Regions from separate parts of the Sus scrofa genome. Here region 1 is linked to region 2. The links are chromatin contacts, called in public Hi-C maps. All regions are on one chromosome and are shown on one strand. The core of a region is the stretch at or near the end of the contact, and the rest is flanking DNA. Distances in the headings are between cores, read along the strand shown.

Region 1 (5,955 bases), core at 283-2,782, 150 kb before region 2:
TGGGGGTTTCTGTACTCCCTTCTAACGTTGCATCATTCCTCGTGTTACTATAACTTTCTACACTCTTGAGTGGTTATGAAAGCTCCAGACTGTGATTTCTGTGTTTTTAGGTTAAGACGGGGCCTGGAACCTGGGTGTACCGGGTAGTTTAAGCTGACGCCACCTCCGCCCTCTTTTACGGGGTGCTCTCTTTCCCTCTGGCAGCTGTTCCAACCCCCGGGCTTGGCTGAGGGTGGACGCTGTGGTGAATACCCAGCCCAGAAGGCCATTAAAGGCATTACTCCTCAGTCTCCAGATTCTTTCTCCAGCCGTGACCTTTCGACAGGCAGGCGGTGCGGTGCCTGCGGAGATCCGGGGCCGGCACGGCGCGCTGGACGCAAGCAACAGGCACGACCCGCGTGCCATCACTGCGAGACGCTCCAGCGACAGCAGTGGGCGGCGCACGCATCCTCTCCTTTCTTTAACCCTTCTTCACACAGAGTCCCACCCTCGCCGGAAGTGGAGCGCTCTCCAGTACGTCACTTCCGGTCAGAACCCCCGTCGCTTGGCGGGAGCGAGCACGCCGGTGCGCGGCAACTTTGTTCCCGCCTCCTTTGCCCCTGACGCCACTCACCTTTGGTTTTCTCGGAGCGCGACGTGCGCGCGCGCCCCCGGCCTTGCGTCAGGGCCGAGGGGGGGAAAGGCCGAAAGAGCGAGGCGAGAAGGAGGGGTTGTGGAGGTTAGGGCCCAACCAGCGAGTCCCAGCACCCTCCCTCCTCCTGACGAGGAGCGGAGAGGGAAGGGGAGGAGCAAGCCGGGCCCGGCCGCGCACACCCGGAGCCTCCTCGTGGAGGGGGGGGGAGCGGAGAAAAGGGGCAGCACCGCCACCTCTGCCGGCGGTGGCGAAGGAAGAAAGTCAGGGCCCAAACCCACCGCTCCAGACTCAGAAACGCCCCCCCGCCCCCTTCTCCCCGGAAACAGCCCCCCGCCCAGCCCCGCACACTCGCCGCCCCAGCCGCGAGCCGCAGCCGGGTCGCCCCCGCCTCGCCCCGCCCCGCCGCCCGTCCCTGCGGGCCGCCGAGTGCGCGAGGCCCTAGGCCGGGAGTTGTTGTCAGGCCCAGGCCACTTCCGAGGCGCCCGCCGTGTGTCGCCGCCGCCACAGGAGGACGACGTCGACGCGGAGGAGGAGGGGGAGGCGGCGGAGGCGTGTTGTTGTCTCGCCCACTCCCTCCCCTGAACTCGCACCCGACGTCAGGGCGCGATGGAGTGAAGCGGCGACGAAGGTGGTACTTCCGCGTTGCGCTGCCCGAGCCGAGAGCGCGGCCGAGGCCGCTCCCCCACCCCGGGGGCACTTGGAGGACTCCGGACTCCCCCGCGGGTCGGCGCCCGGCGCCGCCGGGGTTTTTGCTGCGGAGGGTAGGACGGCGAGCACGATCGGGAGCTCCTCCGCCCGGATTCCGGCTTCCCGCGGGCCCGGAGGCCGCTGCGTACCCCACCGCGACCTGGAGCCCGGGGACCGGAGTCCCGACCCGGATTATCGTGGCGCGTCTGCCGGCCCGCCCCGGTGCTCGGTGTCCCTCCGCCGCCGTTCCCGTTTCCGGCGGGGGAGATGGCCAGGATCTGACCCGCGAGGAGGCCGCACCCGCGCCGCGCTCTGCGGCGGGCCCTAGGCGATGCCGAGCAGCTCGGACACGGCGCTGGGGGGAGGCGGGGGCTTGAGCTGGGCGGAGAAGAAGTTGGAGGAACGCCGCAAGCGGAGGCGATTCCTGTCCCCTCAGCAGCCGCCGCTGCTGTTGCCGCTCCTGCAGCCGCAGCTCCTGCAACCGCCGCCGCCCCCGCCGCCTCTGCTCTTCCTGGCTGCTCCCGGCACGGCCGCCGCCGCAGCCGCCGCCGCCGCGGCCTCCTCCTCTTGCTTCAGCCCGGGCCCCCCTCTGGAGGTCAAGCGGCTGGCGAGAGGCAAGAGGCGCGCAGGAGGGCGGCAGAAGCGGCGCCGCGGGCCCCGCGCCGGGCAGGAGGCGGAGAAGCGTCGGGTCTTCTCGCTGCCCCAGCCGCAGCAGGACGGCGGTGGCGGTGCGAGTAGCGGCGGGGGTGTGACCCCGCTGGTGGAGTACGAGGATGTGAGCTCCCAGTCCGAGCAGGGGCTGCTGCTGGGGGGGGCCAGCGCGGCAACGGCGGCGACGGCTGCCGGGGGAACCGGGGGCAGCGGCGGCAGTCCGGCCTCCTCCTCCGGCACCCAGAGGCGCGGGGAGGGGTCGGAGCGCAGGCCCCGCCGGGACCGCCGCAGCAGCAGCGGCCGCAGCAAGGAGCGCCACCGCGAGCACCGGCGGCGGGACGGGCAGCGGGGCGGCGGCGAGGCCTCCAAGTCCCGCAGCCGCCACGGCCACGGCGGCGAGGAGCGGGCCGAGGCCGGCAAGAGCGGCAGCAGCAGCAGCAGCGGCGGCCGCCGGAAAAGCGCCTCGGCCACGTCCAGCAGCAGCAGCAGCCGCAAGGACCGAGACCTGAAGGCCCATCGCAGCCGGACTAAGTCGTCCAAGGAGCCGCCCTCGGCCTACAAGGAGCCGCCCAAGGCCTACCGCGAGGACAAGACCGAGCCCAAGGCCTACCGGCGGCGGCAGCGGTCCCTGAGCCCGCTGGGAGGCCGGGACGACAGCCCGGTGTCCCACAGGGCCTCGCAGAGCCTGCGGAGCCGCAAGTCCCCCAGCCCGGCCGGAGGGGGCAGCAGCCCCTACTCTCGGCGGCTGCCCCGCTCCCCGAGCCCCTACAGCCGCCGCCGCTCCCCCAGCTACAGCCGCCACAGCTCCTACGAGCGGGGCGGCGACGTGTCCCCCAGCCCCTACAGCAGCAGCAGCTGGCGCCGCTCCCGGAGCCCCTACAGCCCCGTGATCAGGTGAGTGCGGCGTCGCGGCCGGCGGGCTTGGGCTGGGCTGGCCGGGTCCCCAGGGGCCGCGGGCGAGGGGCGAGGCTCGGCCAAACGCCCGTCCGCCCGCGCGGCCGGGAAGCCCCACCGCGGCCGGGGCGCTCGCTGGGCAGGGGCGTTTCCGCGCGCCCGGGACCCCTGGTCGGGGTTGGAGGGACAAAGCAACAGGTCCCGCAAAGTTTGCCGCGTTGCTCGGGCGGGCAGGGTTGCGAGGGAGGGGGAGCGCTTTCGGCTCGTCGCGGGAGTCCGTCGGCGGGCGTCTCCGAGCTGCCCCTTGCTCTCCCGGGGCGGCTGCTTGGGGTAGACCTGGGGGTGGCTTGACTCGTGCTCTCGAAAGCTCTCAGAGGAGGTTCCGCTGCCGGAGACTTGAGCCTGGATGGTTGCAGCGTGGGGACCAAATATCGTACGGAGAGAGTCGGCATCCGGTGCCGACGTCGGAGTCAGATGCGGATTGCAAGTGTTTCCTATGATTAATGCAGCGGTGGGAAAAGCAGCCTTTCTGGAAGGTCCTTCTTTGAATATGTGCAGAAGTTTACGTGGAAGCTTGTAGTTCTGAGTTCTGGAGAGAAGATACTCATTTTATGATTTTCTTGTGTGAAATAGTTTTTTGTCACCTGCTCTGTAAAAGTCGTGATTTAAACAAACAAACAAGAAGGCCAGGTGGCTTCTGTGTTCGTTTGTGATGACGCTCAGTTGCTAATAACGTGGTAAATGTAATCTAGTTGGTGTTTCCTGTGTAGCGACCGAGTGAGCGGCCTGGAACTGGACATTTCTTACACTGTTATACTACTTACACTAGTTAGTTACTACTTTAAATGACTATTTACACTTACTTTGAAGTTAACTAGACCTTTAAATAGCAGGATTTTTTTTTCCAAACGTCGTTGAAAGGTATAATTTAATCTAGTGGAATTGGAGTAAATCTTTATGTAGCTGTGATGCCTTGTTATATAATGCTTTCTCCAGAAAAAGTGTGTGCATTGGTGTATATTTATCTATTAGGGACAATGAATTAAAAGTAACTTGTGAGTATTTTGCAGATCCTGATGTTCCGTGAGATGTATAGACCTTCTAGGTGTTAAAATTTAGGGTATTGACCAAATGTTTTTTGTACCCGTTTTTGTCCTCTTGGTCTTAGTTTTCAGTAATGCCAAGCAACTGCTGTGTATCTATCGCTAAGTACGAGTTCTGCCAAATCTCAATACTGTCTGTGTACCTATAAAATTAGGTCTCCTCGAAGCACCAGCCTGGTAAATGTTTGTAAAGATGCGATGCAAGTAGAGATCTGTGTGTTTGTCTTTAATCCAAAACAGCTGTATAAATCTTCCTTCTTGCAGGGTTCAAGAAAACTTACAATGCTAGTTGATGCCTTAGCCAAAGATATCAGTGTTAAAAAGTGATTTCACTAAGTCTAGCTTCTGTATCTTGCAGGAGTTTATATTTTAATTTAATGCCAAAAGATTTGCTTTTTTCTTTTGCAGTTGAATTTGTTTTTGGAAACTGATTAGGTTAAGTTTCAGCACTTTAGATAGCAATTTTTAGTGTACGATGTGATGTTAAGAATGGATTTTGTGTTTATCAGGCGTTTTAGTTGCTGGACGCTTTAGCATGGCCCTTTATTATCTAATAGTGCTGTGTGTTTTGTAGTTATTACGGAACAGGAGTATGTTTGTTGAGGATTGCTTGTATTTAGTAAATATTTATTGAGCATATATTATATGCCAGACACTCTTGCAGGGACTGGAATACGGGAATGAACGAGGCTTGCGTTCCAGTGGACCGTTTATTACTGAATCTCTTCAGGGCGTTTATATTGACCACCAGTATTTCTGAGTGGTTGGATTCGGAGGAAGCTTCAGAATATTTTGGTCAACATTCTTGACAGCTGGCCTTTTGGTTGTGTGCCTGTATAAATCTAGAGGTGGGAAACTTTGAGACAGCCTATTCCATTAGACTTGGGACCTGTAGGTTCGCCCAGTGTCTTAGCAAAACCCTGGGAGACAGTTGCCTGAACTGTTACAGAGAATTACTTGGGTGTTTTTTTTTGTTTGTTTGTTTTTGTAAATTCCAAAGATGAGATGAAAATCTGTGTTTTGTATAAAAATATTATAGATTATTACAGAAATGTAACATGGTGAAATTTTTGTTGAATGACTTGAATTGTTAGAATTCTTCATGTTGAAACAGAAATCTGCCTCCATGTTAACTTTAAGCAATTGCTTCAAGTTTAACTTTTTGGAATGGTACAGAACAAACCTGTATGCTACCTCTTTACCACGTAAAGACAATTGATGTGTCTTCTGAGTATTTTCCTCTCTGGGCCAAAAAACTCATTTTTCATACAGTTTTTAGATTTCACATTATATTATACCTAGTGTGTCAAACGCCCTGCTTAAACTATGGCGCCTGGAATTTATAGTTAAAATAATTAATTGAAGAACTCAATTTTTAAGTATAGCAGATGTTTTATTACTGTTTTGGAGCAGTTAATTAAACTCTTGTCCAGCCTAATGTAAAAAGTTGTATTTAAGTAATTGTAGTAGGTGGCCCCATGTTGTTTATGAATAGATTGTAGGGTTGTGAGCTCGGTGAAGGCAATGGGCCTGTGTTGCTTACCCTTGTATTCGTTCTAAGTGCTCAGCATAGTATCTGGTACAAGTACCTAATTATTGAATGGCTAAAGGAATACACACGGAGCGTATGAAATAGCGTAGGCCTGGATATATAAGTATTTAATAGGGACCGTATTTAATAGAGACCATGTGTTTTGCTGTAGGGAATAGCAGCATGATCTTTTTTTTTTTGGTCTTTTTAGGGTCACACCTGAGGGATATGGAAGTTCCCAGGCTAGGGGTCAGATTGGAGCTGTAGCTGCTGGCCTATATCACAGCCACAGCAACACCAGATCCAAGCTGCAGGATCCTTAAGCCACTGAGTGAGGCCAGGGATCAAACCCAAGTCATCGCAGACACTAGTCGGGTTTGTTACCACTGAGCTACAATGGGAACTCTGCAGAATGACCTTTTTCCAGCCCACATGGAGCTTATGTGTTAATGAAT
Region 2 (5,984 bases), core at 1,553-4,052:
GTAGGCACCTTCCTGGGCCTCAAGAGAAAATGACTCCACAATACTGAGAGATGTGGAGAAGAGATATTCAGTTACTGAATTCTTTGACCTAGCTATGCAAGAAACAGGTCTATCCTTGGCTCCTTCCAGTTAAATGAGTATAAAGGGTATAAATACTGTTTTATTTAAGCTTCAGTGGGTTTCTGTAACTTTCAAATTTCAATGCATTTTTACAAAAGCATTACATAAAATATGCACGCAAAACAATGGATATAATAGGAATAGAAATTTCCTTTATTCTTTCTTTACCCCCTTTCCTTATGAACAAATATAGAACTGTCTACAGCACAAAGGATGGTCTATTTTATTTTCAAAAGTAGTATGCAAAATATATACTTACAAATTCTAACCACATGATTACAAAGCATTACTTTAATAATCCTTCTTTAGCATATGACAAAAGCACAATTAGCTAAAAAGACAAAATGTTTTATTTTAAAACATTGGAAAAACATTAAAAGACAAATGTCCATTATATAACCAAGAATGTTAAGTATTTGGAAACTGTCAATCTTCTAAAATGTGGTAGGCACTTCCAGAGGGCTAAATATTGCAAATTATCCTACCATGTCTTCTTTAATACCAAAAATACTTGATATGATGAAAGAAGACACAACTAATTACTCAAAGTCACCAAGTTAGGGTTCAACTTAATTACAAGCAAAAGTTTTGTCCAAGATGTTCCTGACACATGAAGCTTCCAGCTGAATTTCAGAAATGTTAACAAAAGTATCTTCCTTTTTTGCCTGTGAATGTTTGAGTACTGCTGTATTGTTGGCTTATATCCACTACAGACACTGGTTCTAGGCCAGCCCAAGGGTCTTCAAGCATTGAAGGCTTGAAATAACTTTCCAACTCATTAGACATTCTCTTTTCTCTACCACGCCCTGATCCAAATGGCGTAGATGTCCTTGGAGAACCCTTTAGGAAAAAAACCACCAGTTAAAAAGACATTTAGAAGAGGTAAGTGGTACTTTTTCTTCAGAGACTAGTGGGGATCACATTGCTAGTTAAAAGTTCTATCTTTAATACCAATGTTTAATTGCAAAGTCCATGCTTCCTTTAAATGTCTTTAAGAAGTATTTAGGAGTTCCAGCTATGGCGCCACGGGATTGGCGGCGTCTCTGCAGCGCTAGGACACAGGTCTGATATGAGCACAGGCACAGTGGGTTAAAGGATCCGGTGTTGCTGCAGCCTGGGACTGGTCCCCGGCCTGGGAACTCCATAAGCCACCAGGTGGCCAAAAAAGGGGGAAAAAAAAAAAAGTATTTAAAGGCTCACTGTCACCTCAAATACTTCTGAGTTTCTCAGGTAATAACTTTGTGGAACTTTAAATTGGTGATAACTACTTTTGTTTTTTTTATTAATTTTTAAAAAAGTCTTGTTTTTTAGGAAATCAATTGCAGTTTTCCTTCAATATTTCCCTGTTTTCCTCCTAGAGGCAAATTAAAACGTTTACCTTACAGCTTCAAAATTTCTGGACCTTCCCATCTCTTTAGCTCCAGACTCAAAAGGGGTGGGTTTAGCTTAGCACTCAGCAAAGCCGGAAAACTACCAGAGAAACCTAGACACGCCACACGTACTCCCTGCATCCCTCTCACCGAGAGCAATGGGAAACTCCACTATCACCGACTCTCCCTTGAGAAGACTTGGAGCAGAAGCCAGTGCAGCTGGCACACAAAGGCGAAAAAAAAAAAGAAAAAAGAAAAAAAGAAAAAGAAAAAAAAAGGCGCCAGCAGGAGGAAGACGCCCTAAAGCCCCAGAGACGGCGCCGCGCTGGGGAAACCTCCTGGCAGGAGAGGCGGGACGCTCGTGACAACGCAGGAAGACCCAGAGACAGAGCCCAGCTCCGCCGCCTTCCAGAGGAAGGCAAGTTCCACCTAACTTCTCCGAGCCTCAGGTGACGCACCGACCACCAAGGGCTAGCAAGAGGCTCACCTCAGAGGATGCAGAGTAACCCGCGTGAAGGGATGCTTACCCCACGCCTGCCAGACGCTAAGAGCTCGGCAAGCGCTGGCCAGTATTACCTGGGGGTGCGTCTGCTGCGGCCCCGGGGAGTAGCCGAATTGCTGCTGGGACCCCGCGGGGGACCTGGCGTAGGTGCCGGGGTGGCCGCCAGGGGACGGCGACCCGAACCGGCCCCCAGGGAAGCTGCCGCCGTGTCGCGGAGAGTGGCCGCTCCCGTAGGGCCTAGACCGGGGCCCGTACGGCGACGTGTGGTGGGGACTCCCGTACCCGTCCCGCGGGGACGGCGGCCGCGGTCCGCCTCCGCCCGGGGCACCCCGGAGGCCGCTCCCGCTCCCCCAACCTCCTACACCCGGGCCGGGGTAAGGAGGAGTCGGGGGTCGAAAATTCTGTCGGTGCATCGGACGAGACGGAGACGGCGACGAACACAGGACCTCGCAGGCGCGTTCTGCCGCCGGAACTGTCCGGCCCACCCTTCGCAGACACTTGGTGGTCCGTCGCCAGAACAGTCCTCCGTCTGCCAGCAGCACCCAGCACGGTGGTTCCGGCCTCACAAGCGTTCCGCTTGGGCGGGTGGCTAAGTGGATGATCGCACTGAGCTGATATAAGTGAAGGACGAAGGAAGAGAAAGGATTAAGGGAGGGCGGGACGTTATGCCCCAGCGAGGGCCTTGGACGTCTCGCGGAGCCTGGTTGGGACGGCGACTGACGCGAGGCCTCCCCGGCGCCTGGAGGGCGCCCGGAGCGCCGGGCCCAGCCCCGCCCACCCGGCCGGGGGCGGGGCTGAGGTGTCCGCGGGCGCCCCCAGCGGCTGCGGGCGGCGCGCGCGGCGTCCTCGGCTCGGCGGGGACGGAGACCTCCTGAGCGGCGCGCGATGCTGGCGACGCGGGCGAGGGTCGCGGCTCTGCGGAGAACAGGCCTGCTCTCCCGTCGGGGCGGCGGGAGGGGACTGTGGACCGGCCGCCCGCAGTCAGGTACCCTTCGAGACGCGGGCCGGGCCGCGAAAGGGACCCCAGCCGCAGCCCTCCCGCTCTGGCGACGTCCTGGGGGAGCGCCTGCGCGTTCCCGCGGGTCCGCTGGCCCCGCCGCCTGCCCTCCGGCCCTTCGTGTCTCCCCCGCGCCCCGCGCCCCGCGCCGCGGCCGCGCGGTGGTCCCCCTGCCCGGCGTCCCGGCCCGGGTCCGGCCCCTGCGCGGTCCGGCCGGGGGCTCGGCTCTCCCCTGGTCCCTCAAGTTGGAGTAACTTCAGACATGCACACCCAGTCGCAGTTCAGGGCTGCCGACTGCGTCTTTAACGGGGGTGAGGCTGCGCTCGCAGATGCCAGACTTTAGGACTCGACTTCCTTCCTTGAGCTGGTTAAGGGCGAGCGGGCCAGGGAGGGGGTTGGCAAGCAGAGATGCTGATTTTCAAAAGGACGGACATTTGGCCAAAGCTCTTAAAAGAGGGATCATTTCACGGGCTTTTACGTTAGAAAGAAAAATGTGATAGTTCAAGAATGACCCCCTAATGTATTCAGAAAGAACCCCGTAACAGAACAGGTCTTTGTACTGGACACCTGTCCCAGAATTTTATTTAGAAGATGGAATTTAGATTTACTACAGTTTTATAGCACTTTCTTTACTCCCTGACAATTTGGGACTCACAGTCCACCTGTGACTCTTTTTGAAATCAGCTTGTAGGAAACAGACTCTTTAAGAACTTCAGAACTGATTTAATCATGGCCTGTTGGGTAGCCTGGACCTGTGCTTTTCCGCCTGACCACATTTTTGCAGCTGCCACCCTTCACTGTCCCTTTGTTCTGTGACATGGCCAGCTGAAGAATGTGATGTTTGCTCAGCTTCTCTCCTGGATGAATGGAGATACACAGTTTTTTAGTTGTTTGTTCGGAGGGAATTCACTTCATCCAGTTTCTCCTTTAGACACAAGTGGTAGATTCAGTCAACCACAGGATAACACCCTTAAGGCTTTGTGATGCGATTAAGGCCTGAGGATCCCAGGTGATCCACTTTATTACACACTTACAGCCTGGCCAAAAGCTCACCTTTCTGGACATTGTCTTTGGTGCTTAATGTCCTGGTAATTGGCACCCATATGTCTCCTGAATGAATGAGTGGGTCTCCTCGTTGGTCGGTGATTCTCACCTGTAACGCCACCGTTTATGTCATCAATGAATCTGCATTTTGAAGGGAGGGAGCGGGAAAATGAGGGTGACAGGACCAACAGTGGCTTTGTTAATTTTTGAATAACTGGCAAATGATTTGCCGAATGGAGTGAAGTACTGTAAGTTGTCTTTTTATTGGGCTTACACTTCCAGAATGTTTCTCCCAGTAACTTGCTGTCTTCTACACATGAACTTGCATTACAAACAGGGAGGGCTGGAGTTCCCTGGTGGCTCAACAGTTTAAGGACCTGGCTTTGTTACTGCTGTTGCTTGGGTTACTGCTGAGGTGTGGGTTGGATCCCTGGCCTGGGAACTTCTGCATACTGGGGGCACTGCCAGAGAAAAAAGAAATGGAAGAAGAGAGATACAGTGGAAAATTTTTAACGGGTGGTTTATGCTGACATTGTGCCTTCCTTGTGTTTTCAGGTATATATGAGAATTGAGAGAATACGTTTTTATTCAATGAGAATTGAGAGAATATACTGTTAATAATTAATGAAAACGTCCAGAGTCCACTTGGATCAGTTCTGAGAATAAGCAACCTGCCTTTTTCCAGATGAGCCGTTGTCCCGAGAAGTAACTTGCTAAAATTCGCACAGCAAGCAGAGGTGGGGTCGGAAGTCAGGCTTCTTGAATCCCAGGCCATTGTCTCTTTTCCTGGAGAAAGAAATATGAATTGACGATCAGCGTCTGTCTTTTGAAAAATGCAGTGGATTAAATAAGCATGTAGGGTGTAAACTCCGGACCGTGGTACTGTAGCATATTATTTTAGGTTTAGACGTTAGTAGATATATAACCTTAACATTTAACTTTTGTAAATGTAGCTAGAATCTTCCCCGGTGTTAACCTGAGGATTGCAGTCAACTGCCTGAACTGGTGCATCTGAGGTCCCCAGGCATATATTTGTATAGAATTTATTTATATGGTGGTTAGTTAAGGGGCAGAGAGATGAGGGGGAGGGTGAAAGTTTTATGTTGGGCTACCCGGAAGTAATGAAGATGGGATGATGGGTATGAGAGTGTGGTGGTTGCCCCAGGAACTAAGTCTGAGTCTGGTGGAGAGAAATGGGCACTTATTTTTGTGAGTAATACAGGTGGTGTTCTCACAAAAAGAGAATTCACTGTTTAGGGAGGACCAGCATCAGAAAACAAGATCTCAAATAGAATAGTGCTTTCACTGAGGGTGCTATCAGTGGCTAGGTGCTGTCTTCAGGTGGCATTGTACAAGAGGACATCAACAGACAGAAAGAACCTCGGAACTTTCTGTATGGGGAGCCCCCCAAATAATTGGTCAATGCTGTGGTATGTTTTACAAGTTGTCCATTAATGCAAGTGAGAGTACCAAGCAAAGGAAACTGTAAATGTAAATGGGGCCTTGCCTGTTTCTTTGAGACTCAGGATCTGTATTTGGTTACTGAAGATTTTTTGGTGTTTCTTTTTTCAGTAGATTAAAGTTTTTTTGGGGAGGTAGAACCTTCATGATGGGTTTGTGTTTGGAGCAGGAGTTGGGGTCCCAGAGCTGCTTACTCTGACCCCTACTTTAACTCTGTCCCTGAAAAGTCACTTCTGGGGGACCTCTGAGGAATTCTAGGGCTCTCTAGAAAGGGAGGAAAGCCAGTATTTTAGGCAGGTGTCGGGTATTAATGAATGGTGCAAATGTAAATACCTTGATTAGTTTTACTGCTTGTTACCAAGGAGGGAATATTTCTGCATGGTCAGGGCTTTCCAACCCAAGGAAACTACAACCCCGGTGAAAGGGCAAACCTTGGAAGTTAAAAGATGACTGAACTGCTTGTTAGAGGACTTCCAGGGATTTCGTGTTT

Evidence for each region. A called contact is a pair of places that touch in the nucleus more often than the background predicts.
Region 1: a Hi-C map of liver shows a contact between it and region 2, with 3 times the contacts expected there. The contact joins the promoter of CDK13 here to the promoter of SUGCT in region 2. A contact is called at or near these places in 3 of 47 Hi-C or Micro-C datasets (blood and liver) and 1 of 2 datasets of contacts at active chromatin or transcription factors (alveolar macrophages).

Annotation. Positions count from the first base shown.
Region 1 is chr18:54,425,637-54,431,591 of Sscrofa11.1, reverse strand. It overlaps CDK13 (cyclin-dependent kinase 13), which reads left to right and starts at 1,532. Exons shown (of 15, transcript XM_021078845.1): 1 at 1,532-2,866. The coding sequence starts at 1,653.
Region 2 is chr18:54,280,090-54,286,073 of Sscrofa11.1, reverse strand. It overlaps SUGCT (succinate--hydroxymethylglutarate CoA-transferase), which reads left to right and starts at 2,802. Exons shown (of 14, transcript XM_021078652.1): 1 at 2,802-2,977. The coding sequence starts at 2,878. It overlaps MPLKIP (M-phase-specific PLK1-interacting protein), which reads right to left and starts at 2,759. Exons shown (of 2, transcript XM_003134903.4): 1 at 2,067-2,759; 2 at 251-960. The coding sequence starts at 2,405. The coding sequence ends at 760.